3 separate regions of the Columba livia genome follow, and regions 2 and 3 are each linked to region 1. Evidence: chromatin contacts called from public Hi-C data. All regions are on one chromosome and are shown on one strand. The core of a region is the stretch at or near the end of the contact, and the rest is flanking DNA. Distances in the headings are between cores, read along the strand shown. Region 1 overlaps RAD51B (RAD51 paralog B). Region 2 overlaps RAD51B (RAD51 paralog B). Region 3 has its middle 25 kb from the start of ZFP36L1.

What was found. Hi-C and Micro-C count contacts between places; a contact is called where the count stands out from the background.
Region 2: a Hi-C map of liver shows a contact between it and region 1, with 2.0 times the contacts expected there. The contact joins two enhancer-like sites. A contact is called at or near these places in 2 of 2 Hi-C or Micro-C datasets (crop and liver).
Region 3: a contact with region 1 is called in a Hi-C map of crop, with 2.0 times the contacts expected there. The contact joins two enhancer-like sites. A contact is called at or near these places in 2 of 2 Hi-C or Micro-C datasets (crop and liver).

The regions. Positions count from the first base shown.
Region 1 is chr5:36,769,956-36,773,610 of bColLiv1.pat.W.v2, forward strand. The region is part of intron 13 of RAD51B (RAD51 paralog B); the gene reads left to right. LOC135579575 (a long non-coding RNA gene) reads right to left here. Exons shown (of 3, transcript XR_010472958.1): 1 at 967-3,655. Among named protein-coding and RNA genes, the nearest start is that of ZFP36L1, 140 kb to the right of the region's middle. Within about 2 kb of position 1,571, at least 2 of the 3 cell types and tissues checked have an H3K27ac peak away from gene starts, as active enhancers do.
Region 2 is chr5:36,601,918-36,605,572 of bColLiv1.pat.W.v2, forward strand. The region is part of intron 9 of RAD51B (RAD51 paralog B); the gene reads left to right. Among named protein-coding and RNA genes, the nearest start is that of RAD51B, 190 kb to the left of the region's middle. Within about 2 kb of position 1,699, at least 2 of the 3 cell types and tissues checked have an H3K27ac peak away from gene starts, as active enhancers do.
Region 3 is chr5:36,937,280-36,940,934 of bColLiv1.pat.W.v2, forward strand. No RefSeq gene overlaps it. Among named protein-coding and RNA genes, the nearest start is that of ZFP36L1, 25 kb to the left of the region's middle. Within about 2 kb of position 1,997, at least 3 of the 3 cell types and tissues checked have an H3K27ac peak away from gene starts, as active enhancers do.

The DNA.
Region 1 (3,655 bases), core at 321-2,820:
GTGTTTCCGTGTGGAACCGTAAAGACCAGACATGCTTGAAGATGGGCAGGTGGCAAGAGAAATTATCTGAGCTTTATCAAAAGCCAAAAATCCAGAGAGATAGACGTTTGGTTTCGATTCTGGGCAGATGCTCAGGTCAAGTCTTATTTTATCCTAACCACTTCCCCTACCCTTAGGCGTGATATTTTCAGAGTGAAAGGATGGGCAAAGCCCAGGGAGATTCCAGAGCACGGCTGGTTTTGCAGCTGGCTGGACATGGAATTCATCAGCGACAGAGCAAGACTCGTTCTTCTCCTGCAGACAGAGCGAGGGCTCGGACTCTCACACGCACACAGAAACGCGCACGCACCAGAACAAACCAGTTCTCTCCAGTCTGCTGGGGAGGCTTCAGTTACAGTATCTGAAGCCAGAGATTCCATTTAAGCCATTCGGACCCTGGGCGCTGTAGCCCTGCCTGCCTCCTTCCTCTCTCAGCAAACAGCCAGAAAAATCCTCCCCCTCGCCTCCCTGCCTTCCCAGCACGCACAACACAAAAAGCAAAAACCGACCCAAGCTTGTCTCTGCAGCTGGGACTTATCAGCCAGAACACACGCATGTAGGTCATCCATGGGAACTCGGCAAAGTGTTGGATCAACGCGAGCAGTGAAGGGGGGGTGCAGGGCAGCGGGAGGAGCAGGGCCGGATTCTTTTTTTATCATTATTATTATTATTGTCTGCACTTTTAGAAAGGAAAAGGAAGAAAGATTACAGCAGCTTTTCTATTAAATGAAAAGATTAGCATGCCGTGGATGCTTTGCTGGGGCGTGATGAGATTTGCAGCAGATGAGTTGGTTGCTAGGCAATGCTAATGAAAAGCAGGCTTTCAATACTTCTGTGCTGTGTGGGCCCAAAAGTTATCTAGCCTCCCTCCTGCAGCCCCCCCCGCCCCATCCCATGCAAGCTCCCAAATATTTATAAAATCCTCACCAGGAACAAGAAGAGGCTGGACTGGGCTTTTGACAGCTCACTCTTCCCCAGCTGTCTGGGAGACACACACATATGCACATGTGCATGCACATAACACACAGCTTCGCTGATTTTCTTTTCCTCCTTATAGAGGAGGAGGTAATTGAAAGCAAACCAACAAACTTTTTTTCTTTAAAAAAAAAAAAAAAAAAAAAACGGAGAAAAGTGAGCAGAGGCTCCCAAACCAGCTCAGTCTCCGATTTCAGAGTTCAGTCAGAGTTTAGGCCTTGCATGTGTGCGCCTGTGCGTGTTGGGGGTAGGTATGTGTTTGTTTTCGATTTCTCTCCATGCGTTTTCAAGCTGGGCTCCAGCTCTTCCCCTCCTCCCGTCCTGCTGCAAGCCTCCTTTCGCTTTCAAGGCCTTCCGACACAATGAGCTTATTTTCCCATGTTCCCTTTGAAAGCCGGGGTACGTGCGTGAAACCTGCAGCCTCGGAGGGCCCTTTTAAATACAAGAATTGAATGTTGCTGAAGTTACAGACATGGTTTCTGCTATTTTTACAAATGACCCATGTCTCACTCCCATGCTCAGAAGTATCAGCATTCTTTGGTACCTTACCATCTGTCTCTCTCAACTGTTTTTTAAGTGAATTTAATGTTGGTGTGACAGCCTTGAAGACTGGTGTTTGCAGTTTGTTCCATATTCTCCTTATTGCTCTGGCTGGTGTGCCTCAATCCTAAAGCAAAGTCCTTTCATATCAACAAAAAAGGATATTTCCGTGGTCAGTTCTTTGCTAAAACTGCCAAAGAGGCAGCATTGAAGAAGGTCTAATTCAAAATAATCCAATCAAGTCATTTAGCCTTGTCATGAAAAAGAAACACTTCGAAGTTGCTGAGTTGCCTTGGGCCTCGAGGTTGGGCTTGGGAGCCTGCAGCAGCGCTGCCTTGCTGCACCACCACTGGAGATTCACCCATCCCCTGCCCCAGTGGATCACATTGGATGTGAAGGGCTATAGTCTCTCTTTAATGCCAATGTGTATTTTTCATGAACGCTTTTGGGGAGGTAAGAGGTTAGCATGGATTGGAAACAGAATTTAAAATTACTGTGAAGAGTGAATATGAGTCTCATATGGTGGTCCCATAAAGGTAGTCCAAGTTCAACTATTAACAATCTTGGTTGAGGTCTGCAGAAGCCACTGGCACTTGGCTTAATGAAAAGAAGAGCCTGTGGGGGTTTTTGTGGGATTTTTTTGTTTTGTTTTGTTTTAAAACGTGATGGAGCAGCTCTGTTTTTCCTGGACTCTTTCTCACTGATGCCAGTATGAATTCTTGATCAATAACAAATTCTTCGGGCAGCCAGACTTTGTGGGTCTGCTGCAGTGGTCTCTTTACACCGTATTTCAGATGTCAGAGGCCTATATGTTCTTTTTGTTCCTTTTCTCCTTTTTTCTACCATCAGCACTGTTTTAGTCAGTACTACATGGATAGATGGGATATTAAACCAAGGTCCTGATCGTGTGTGGTCATTAAAAATCTCAAGGCATTCCCTCCAGAAGTTAATCTTTCAATTATCAGTTAGGGGAATTCAATTTTGCTTCCATAAATTCTCCTGCTGTTTCAATTAAATAGGGATGGCCAATTTCTAAATGCTTGGGAATACAGCCAACTGCTGTGCGCAGACTGTGGGATGACTATTCAGGTAACGCTCCATTATTTGATGCAAGAATTTTGGTCCTGCAGGACACGTTACAGGACGTGTTAGGGAGAGTGGTAAGGGCAAATCAACCACATGCCCTTCCTCTTGTCCTTTGTCAGACCAAGCAAAATTCCTGGAGGGTTCCACGTTTTTCAAGCCTGGCTCCAGGCATTCCATGGCTGCACAGACATGCCTGCAAGGTATTGTTGACCATTATAAAGGGAAATGTTTTTTCCACCTTTTTCCTAAGCTGCTGTGTAGTACTGTCTTGGGTGGCCAACTGCTGCTTCTGGCTCCATTTCAGTTATGGATATAGGCATTCGTTTGCCTAGCTTGGTCTTCTTTTCTTGGATGTTTTCTAGAATAAAAAGTGATGGACAAATGCAAAATAGGAGCATCTCTGGAAATATTATTTTATGTTCTATATTCTGAAATCAAAACCCAGCATGTGCCTTTCCTACATGGCTTTGCTCCCATGAGAGCAGTGCCCCAAAAGTCTTGCATATGCACGCACACTGGGGTCACTCTTTGTGCTGCATGCCTTTGTAAGCAACCAGTCAAAGTGCTACAAAAATACTTTGGTTTGTGATATTAAGAGAATTAGGTGATGAATGTAGAACATGGCCAGTTTTCATTCGCATACCACTGGATTTTTCACTTTTACACTAGCAGCTGCCAAATTCTGAGCAGTCAGGTCTTAGCAACATGAGGGTTCATAGGAAACCCATTTGGTGGTCATCTCTGTGCATGCTGTATCTTGTATTCACATACACAAGAATTCATAAAGGAAGTGCTAACCCCTCCAGGAAAAAGGAGACAGACCCTGTGATTTATCTGTATTACTTGCAGGAGACAAAGTTGGGATAAATCTGGTGAAACATATTATGCTGTAGGCTTCAAGGTGTTTGATTTGTTTAAAATGTAGCTGACACATTTCAAGTGTGCAACTGAAAGCATTTCTGATAGCAAACTTTGCTTCATATAAGGCTTGCCTGCGTGCCCACTGGAGTCCGTG
Region 2 (3,655 bases), core at 449-2,948, 170 kb before region 1:
TTACAGTAATTGTGCTGTACTCCTGCTTTGCCCATTGGTTAAAAACTGTTTACCAGCTAAGTCTGATGACTTCAGAAAAGCTGTTTGTGCTTTAACAAGTTGAGTTCCCTAGTATTCAATTATAAATCTTGTTATTTATTTAAAAAAATATTTTGGTTCATGGTTGACAAATCAGTCATGAAATCTTCTAATCTTGTCCAATGAGATTTGAAGAAATTATTTTTGGAAGTTGAAAAAATACATCGTGCAAATGTGAACACTGTTTTTCCTTGACTGAGTTCAGATAACGGTATGGTCTCTCAGGACATTAACAATATATATTTTGTGTCTCCTTTAGAATTAATGGTTTCAAAGGAAAAACTACTGCTTTTGAAATATGTGACTCTAACAGATTTGATGTCACGATCAGTACGTTTACGGTACACCTGCAATGCCGCTGCAGGCAGAGCTGCGGTGCGCACAGGCAGACCCGAACCAGCAGCCCCCAGAAGCACCCAGTGTTCCCAGCAAGCCAGGGCCCTGTGCCCCTACCCACACCTCCCTGCTGGCGTTGGGGTGAAGCTGCCACCAACGCGCCTGCTTGTGTGGCAGCCCCATTGCAGCTCTATTCTAAAAAGGACTTGGGGGGAAATGAAAGGAAGTCGCGGTCTTCTTGCTGATGATCAGGCCTAGACAGGTTTTGACCAGCTTTGCCAGGGCTTCTAGTTGTCTGCTGTTCCTGGACTAACATAGGTTAAGAATATTTATTGTCAAAATGTCAATGTATTTTAAGCACTGAGAAATACGGAATGTCCTCTGAAAGGCTTCATCATTGATACGTATCATCAGATGGATGAAAGAGGTTTCCTGTTGATTCAGGACTTTATACTGCTCTGCCAAAACAAAAGAAAGCATAGCTAAGCAAACCACAATAATTTTACCTTAACGCATCCTTGCCTTTGCTAAGTTTTCTTTAGTGAATAGTTGTGTGTATTTGTACATTACATTTCTGTGTAGATTTAACCATTCCGCTGTGCTAGTAACTTTTCGTTCTTATTACATCTAGAATTCTGCAGTACACGTTGACTGTGAAGATTTTAAATGTGCGGTTATATACTGAAAAGCAATCATGAAAAAAAATCACGATCCCCCCTATGCGTGACCTTCTGTGTCAAATATGTGTAGTCAGCAAGTCTGTGAATGCCCTTTTTTTTCCACTGGTATTACAAGCTCCCCCTGGGATCCTGAGAAGCCAGGTGTATCCCAGAAAGCTGGAGAAGTGGAGGGGGACCATAAACCAAACTCTAACTTTGGTCTGTAAATGTTTATTCCACAGTCGTTACAAATAATGTCTGAGATTAAAATGTTAAAGAGGTTATGGAAAAAATAATTTTATTTTCCTTATCTTATAGATTTAGTCAGATTAGCATTTGTGTCTGGATACTCAGACAGTGCTCCCACATAAGTTTTGGTTTGTGAAAGGAAAGCTGTCGAGACCTCAAAAGATTATTTGTTTAAATCCTTTATTTCAAAATTATAAGCTTTAAAATAAAATAAATATTATGTCAATATTTGTTCACTGATGCTGGAAACAGAGTACAATCTAGCTTGCCTTTTTGTAGCTGCTTTGATGCTGTTTGAGCAAACAGGAGTTAGGGTTTGCTTTTGTTGCTCAGTCATGGCCGAAGAATGATTTGGAGTTGCTCAGTGAGTTGCTGTATTGAATTAAAATTAGCTAATGGTGCCGTTTCACACTATCACCAGATGCTAAATGAGTGTTCTTCTTTGAAATGAAAGGAATGTTGTACGTATCTAGTCCTGAACCCTTTTTAACTTGAAGCTCAGAACGAAAGCATTCCAGGTTGTTAAGGAAAAGCAAGTCTGCCGTTACCATATGGTTTCCTTTAAAGTTATTTGTGCTTGAAAAGTCTGCATTGTATTAAATTTGAAACAATGTAAGTGCTGTAGTATTTGGCTCTTTTTCAGCAGGATAACCTTTGAAACATAATTCCATAATGTGGAGAACCTGCTGTTAAGCATTGTTATTCATCTATAAATAAAGTTTTATAAAAGAGCTTTCACTTTCCACAGCTGTTAATAAAAGAAATTTAAGGCTGGCAACAATGCCCCAGCTTGTGTCCTGCATTTAGTTGTTTATCCATCTCTTTGTTGAGACTAATTTTGATTTTTTTTTTTTCCCACATAGTAACCTCCTATAATGTCAGATTAAGACTTTAGGATCAGATGTACCCGGAAAAAGAGATCAGTGCTGTAAACTTCATGTGCCTTTCATAGCTTCAAGTTGATATTCATAGAAGGATGAATTATCAGAACGGGGAAGGTAAAGTCACTTGTTGTCCTAAGGGCTGAAATCTTTGCTTTCTTTATCCCAAACAGAATGACAGAGCCAGAGGCATTGCAAACTTTCCCTCTCATATACATGGTTTATTTCTTTCTGAACTTGTGACCAGTTCTGTAGGAGGGGAAGCTTTAGTCTTCAGTTTTGTTTGGTCCTTTGCCTGTTGAAAGCCGCTAACAAGAGCAGCGGTTGGTACCAATTGCCATGTTTTGTTTCGTTTTTCCGTGATCCCAAAAAAATGTCTAGTACAAACTGGACCATGACCACCCACTCATTTCACATGAGCCATGGATCACTTGCCAGATGGCAAAGACTAAGGAACATAAGATTTCCTACAGCAGATCCGTCTGTCTGTCTTTTGCATTGTGTTTAGCTCCGAATAAGGCACCAGCTCCTCCCCTGTCTCACCCTGTCCTTGCAGTGGGGCGGTGAGTGGGGAAATACTCCCATGACGACTGTGGCAACTCTTCATATTCTGAGGTATGAAATTCCATTGTCCTTATCTGAGTTTGCATAAATACGGTGTTGGTTTTGGTTAATCAGCCCTTTTCCTAAAGGAACATTGCATTATGATTTTGTCCCAAGCTGAGTTCTAGCAAATGAAAAGCCCCAAGAACCACCCTCCCACTCCCACCTTTGCAGGCCTCAAGTGAAAAGAAATATTTCCGTTGCTGTATAAAAACCTCTATTTCAAAAGGTGGTTTTGAGTAATGCACCTTGACAGTTTGCCACACGAATGTCACTTTATTAGTGTAAATGTATCATGGTGAACTGGCTAGAAATACATACAAATTCATCAGAGTACAGGTCCACTCTGCTTCTGTCCAAGCTGAATGAAATGCCTGATGTAAGGCTGAAATCTAAGTTAAAATGGAAACTTTAATATGCTGGATAAGATCTTTTCAGTAGACTACAATGCTGATCCAGGAAGACTCACACTTTGAATTCAGTCAGCCTTAACATATGGTTGAAGTCTATGCTTTAGGTCTTTTTAAATCCTACTCTCTGGCAAGGCATTAGTATTTTTGCTTCGCATGTAGAAAAAAGAGGGAAGCAGAGTTGACACAAAATTCTTGCATTATAAACTTCATACATTTCAAACACCCTAATTTTTGCAGTTTGCATTTGTTAGAGAAGAGCTGAGTATCTTTTTCTAATCTCCTTATACTTGCCAAAAATAGATGGATTAAAAAAAGCCACATTTTGAAATTATTCTGAAGTATCATATGTTCTACTATTTTGTCTTAACTGTTGTAAATGAAGGATTTCACTTTGTTTGAAGAATGAAAGGAGAGAACAGTGTGTGATAAACTCACA
Region 3 (3,655 bases), core at 747-3,246, 170 kb after region 1:
GCTGCCCCCTACAACACTTCCGTCCTGCCTTTGACATATGCGCAGCTTTCACATCCCATCGGCCTCGCCGTTTCCTCGTCGCGGGCTGGCCTCACACCCCAGCGTCACGAGCAGCCCTTCCTGCCTGCCGGCAGCCTCAGGGGCTCTGAAGTGTGAGCAGCTCCCTCCCACCCTGCTGTGAGCAGCCACTTCCCCTGCTCTCCTTACCTGTGCGGTCTGTTGCAAATGAGAAGTGGGGCAAGGCCCCAGTGACGGTCTCGCCCTAAGCAGACACTCAAAGTTCCAGAGATACTGAAGACCAGAAAAGCTTTCCACAAGGGAGTGTTTTCTTGGTAAATGAAATGGTGGGAAGTATTTGTTTGAATACGCGGGGATGATATTCCCAAACACTGCCTTTGAATTTTGGTGCTTATTCTTGGAGAACTCAGAATTGAAAATGGCCTGAACCTGCTTCTTGGAATAAAAAGGAAAACAAGTGAAGCCAGGATGCAGAGGAAGGGATGTGAAGGGGAACTTTTCTGCATGGTCTGAGGTTCAGAGGCTCTTGCCCCTGGGGCCAGGGAGATGGTTGCTAGCAAGGCAATGGTATTGCGTGGATGTTGGATGATGGCACATGGATGATGGAGGTGTGTTAGCAAGGCACTGTAGGAAGAGCAAGAGTGTTGTCAGTGCTGCCACTGGTGATGAGGAAGAACTGGGCACCTTCATGGGGGGCGGTGGATCCTGTCTTGGGGTGCTTGCCTCTGTGGAGTCCTGATATTGGCAGAGGACTGGAGTGTGGAGAGGCTGCCTTGTGGAGGTGGCTTGGTGAGGGCCAGAGGTCTCTGGGCAAGGCACACCTGGAGAAAGAGCCCTCAGCCTCCAGGGAATGACAGCCCTGTTACGAGACAGCTGCTTCAGGGCACTGGGTGGTGAAACGTAGCAGAAAAGCATTCCGCACAGAAGTCACACCCAGACAGGAAGAAATTTTCTCCAGACCAAGCCAAAAGCTCTTTCCTGAAGCCTCTTTCTCACCAGACTCCTTTGGAGGGGAGGCAATATTTAGAGTACACCTAACACTGGCTAGAAACGGGGTCATGGCGGGAGAAGGGTGCAGCTCCAGTTCTGGGAAGCAGCTGTGGGTACATGGGGTGGGGGGGCGGGGAGGATAAGGATGCTGGGGTGGCTGGTTCCTCAGTAGACAATTTTACGTTTCTCAGTCTAGCGCAGAAGAGAAACATTGGTAAGCTCTTGCTACTTCTAAGCCTTGCTAACCACTCTCCTCTTAAGACTAGCCTGTGCAGGTTTCCTGAGTTGTTGGTTTGTGGTTTTTACCGTTGCAATTTAGTATCTGGATCTCAGTTCAATTTCTCTGTCTCCTGCACTTGCCCTGCCAGCAGTCACAAAGGTGGGCAACTTGGGTCCTTGGTGAAGCTGTGCCTCTGTCCTTCAGAAGCTGTTGTGTGGATTTGGGAAGCTACCCCAGGGCTGCAGCTGGGCTGGAGAAACAGGTCAGCAGCCCTTCAGGTCAGTCCTCACAGTAGCCATCATGACAGAGGGACTTCCAAGGGCTTGAGGAAGTGATGGAGAGTCAGAGAGACGGGTGGGACACAGAACAACAGAACACACAGACTTGGCTTCCAGCAGGTCCTTTGAGAGAGCTGCACAAGGCTCAGCTCCTTGGTTGATTTTTGAGGCACCCTCCCTGCTCCCCTACCTCTTCCTTCCGCTCCCCGACAGGTGAGCGTGCAGGAAACCACACGAGGGGAGGAAGGCAGAGTTTCCAGTGCTCTAGTCAGGGGTGCTGTTATGGTTTTGTGTGCGTGTGTGGTTTTTTTTTCCACAAAGGCCACGGTTTGGGTCACCAGGGCTCTGTTGAGACGGATTTTGCCTGCTTGTGGCAGCGCGGGCGCAGCCGTGCGGCGGTGTCACAGCGCCACCTGGTGGGGCCCCGCCCGCCGCCGCGGACGGCGGGAACGGAGGGGCCGGGGCAGCCCCTGAGGGAGCCGGGCAGCCCCTGGGGGACTCGGCCCGGGGCAGTCGCTGAGGGACAAGGCCCGGGGCAGCCCCGGAGGGACCCGGCCCGGGCCCCCCACGGCAGCAGAGGTGAGGCCTTTGGCCGTGGTCACGGTGCGCTGGCCCTTGGCAAGAGCTCTGAAGGGCTGGATGCTCTTTGGAAGCACAGCCTGCTGCCATCCTGCAAACCGTTCTGGTCTTTGTCACAAGGTTTCTAGAGGTATTTGTGTGGTCCAGTACCTCTGTGTGTGTGTCTGTGTGCTTTTTTAATTTTCCAGGCTGTCAAATGCCAAAGGCTGCAATTTGTAGATCACAATAGATACCTGCTTTCTCTCCCATTTTTGGTGCCAGATAAAATCTGTTAACATAAATATGAAATTTCTAAATGACAAAATAATATTTGTGTATATCTACAAGGTTCTCTTTCCTCAAATAGCATTATTTGTGCTGGTAGGATGTAATGAAATGTTTGCCATCTTATAAAAGCCCGTGCTAGGGAATAAATTGCATTTTTCATACTTGGCTGTCCCCCCTGCATTCAGTCCAGTCACGCACCTCTGACTGGTCCATCCACTAATATGTCAAACCTCTCACCTGTTTAATACAGTGGCTGTTGAAATACGTACCAACAAGTTATGTTTCCATTCATTTCCAAAGCCTTAAATTTGTTATTTAAATGCCAAGAGACAACTATTACCAGAGGTTATTGCAGAGTGGTAGCAGACTGGTCTGTTACTAGGATTGTATTTCAGTTGCCTTAATGTCTTGTTTGCTTGTTGTGTTTTTTTTTTCTGATGTTGGAGTGTTCCACAATGGGGTTAGTTTGAAAGAATGTCTGTCTTCTGTTTGGTCATTTTAATACTTATTTATACTTCAAGTGATCTATTTGCCCTTAAACACTGCTATTTTTAATATTGTTTGAAGCTGGCTTAGCAGTTCCTTCTGAAGGAATAAATGACTAGCGATAACAGCGATGTGTTTTTCCTCTCAAGGACAGATAATTTGTGCAGATGCCTTTACTGTTTCTTCTTGGTCACTGCAATTGAGTCCTTTGTCTGGATGCTACTGGTGAGGTTTGCATAGTGGTGAATATATCAAGAATTGTTGGTACAGTTGTTGGTACAACATGTCACACGTTGTTGGTACAACGTCCTCAGACACATGGTGTGAACTGTGGGGTTGTCATATGCAGGGACAGGAGCTGAACTCAATGATCCTTGTGGGTCCCTTCAAACTCAGGACTTTGATTCTATGATTCTTCACAACCTTCACATGATCTGATAATAAGGTGTGCTAAAGCTTCCCTCAGGCACAGCATCGCAGCTGGTGCTCTGGTACCCTGAAATCTAATTGCCTAAATACTGAGCAAACCCCACTGTTAGGAAACTGCACAGTCATGGTGAAGAAGCGTGTGGGGCAGCTTTAGACCCAAGTCCAAGGTAGTCCTGGCTGCTACATAACGCCACAACTTCTTCCCCGTGAGTACAAGCAGAAACCACACTCACCACACTCTATTTCTGCACACAGCTATTGCTGTTGTTCAGGAAGTCCAGACAAATGCAGGGTAGGAAAGTGCACAGCGCAGGTTCGCGAGGCCTTAGCAGAGTTTAGTAAATTCACTCACAGTTTGCAAGGTGTTCACTGCGAGATCTGGGTTCTC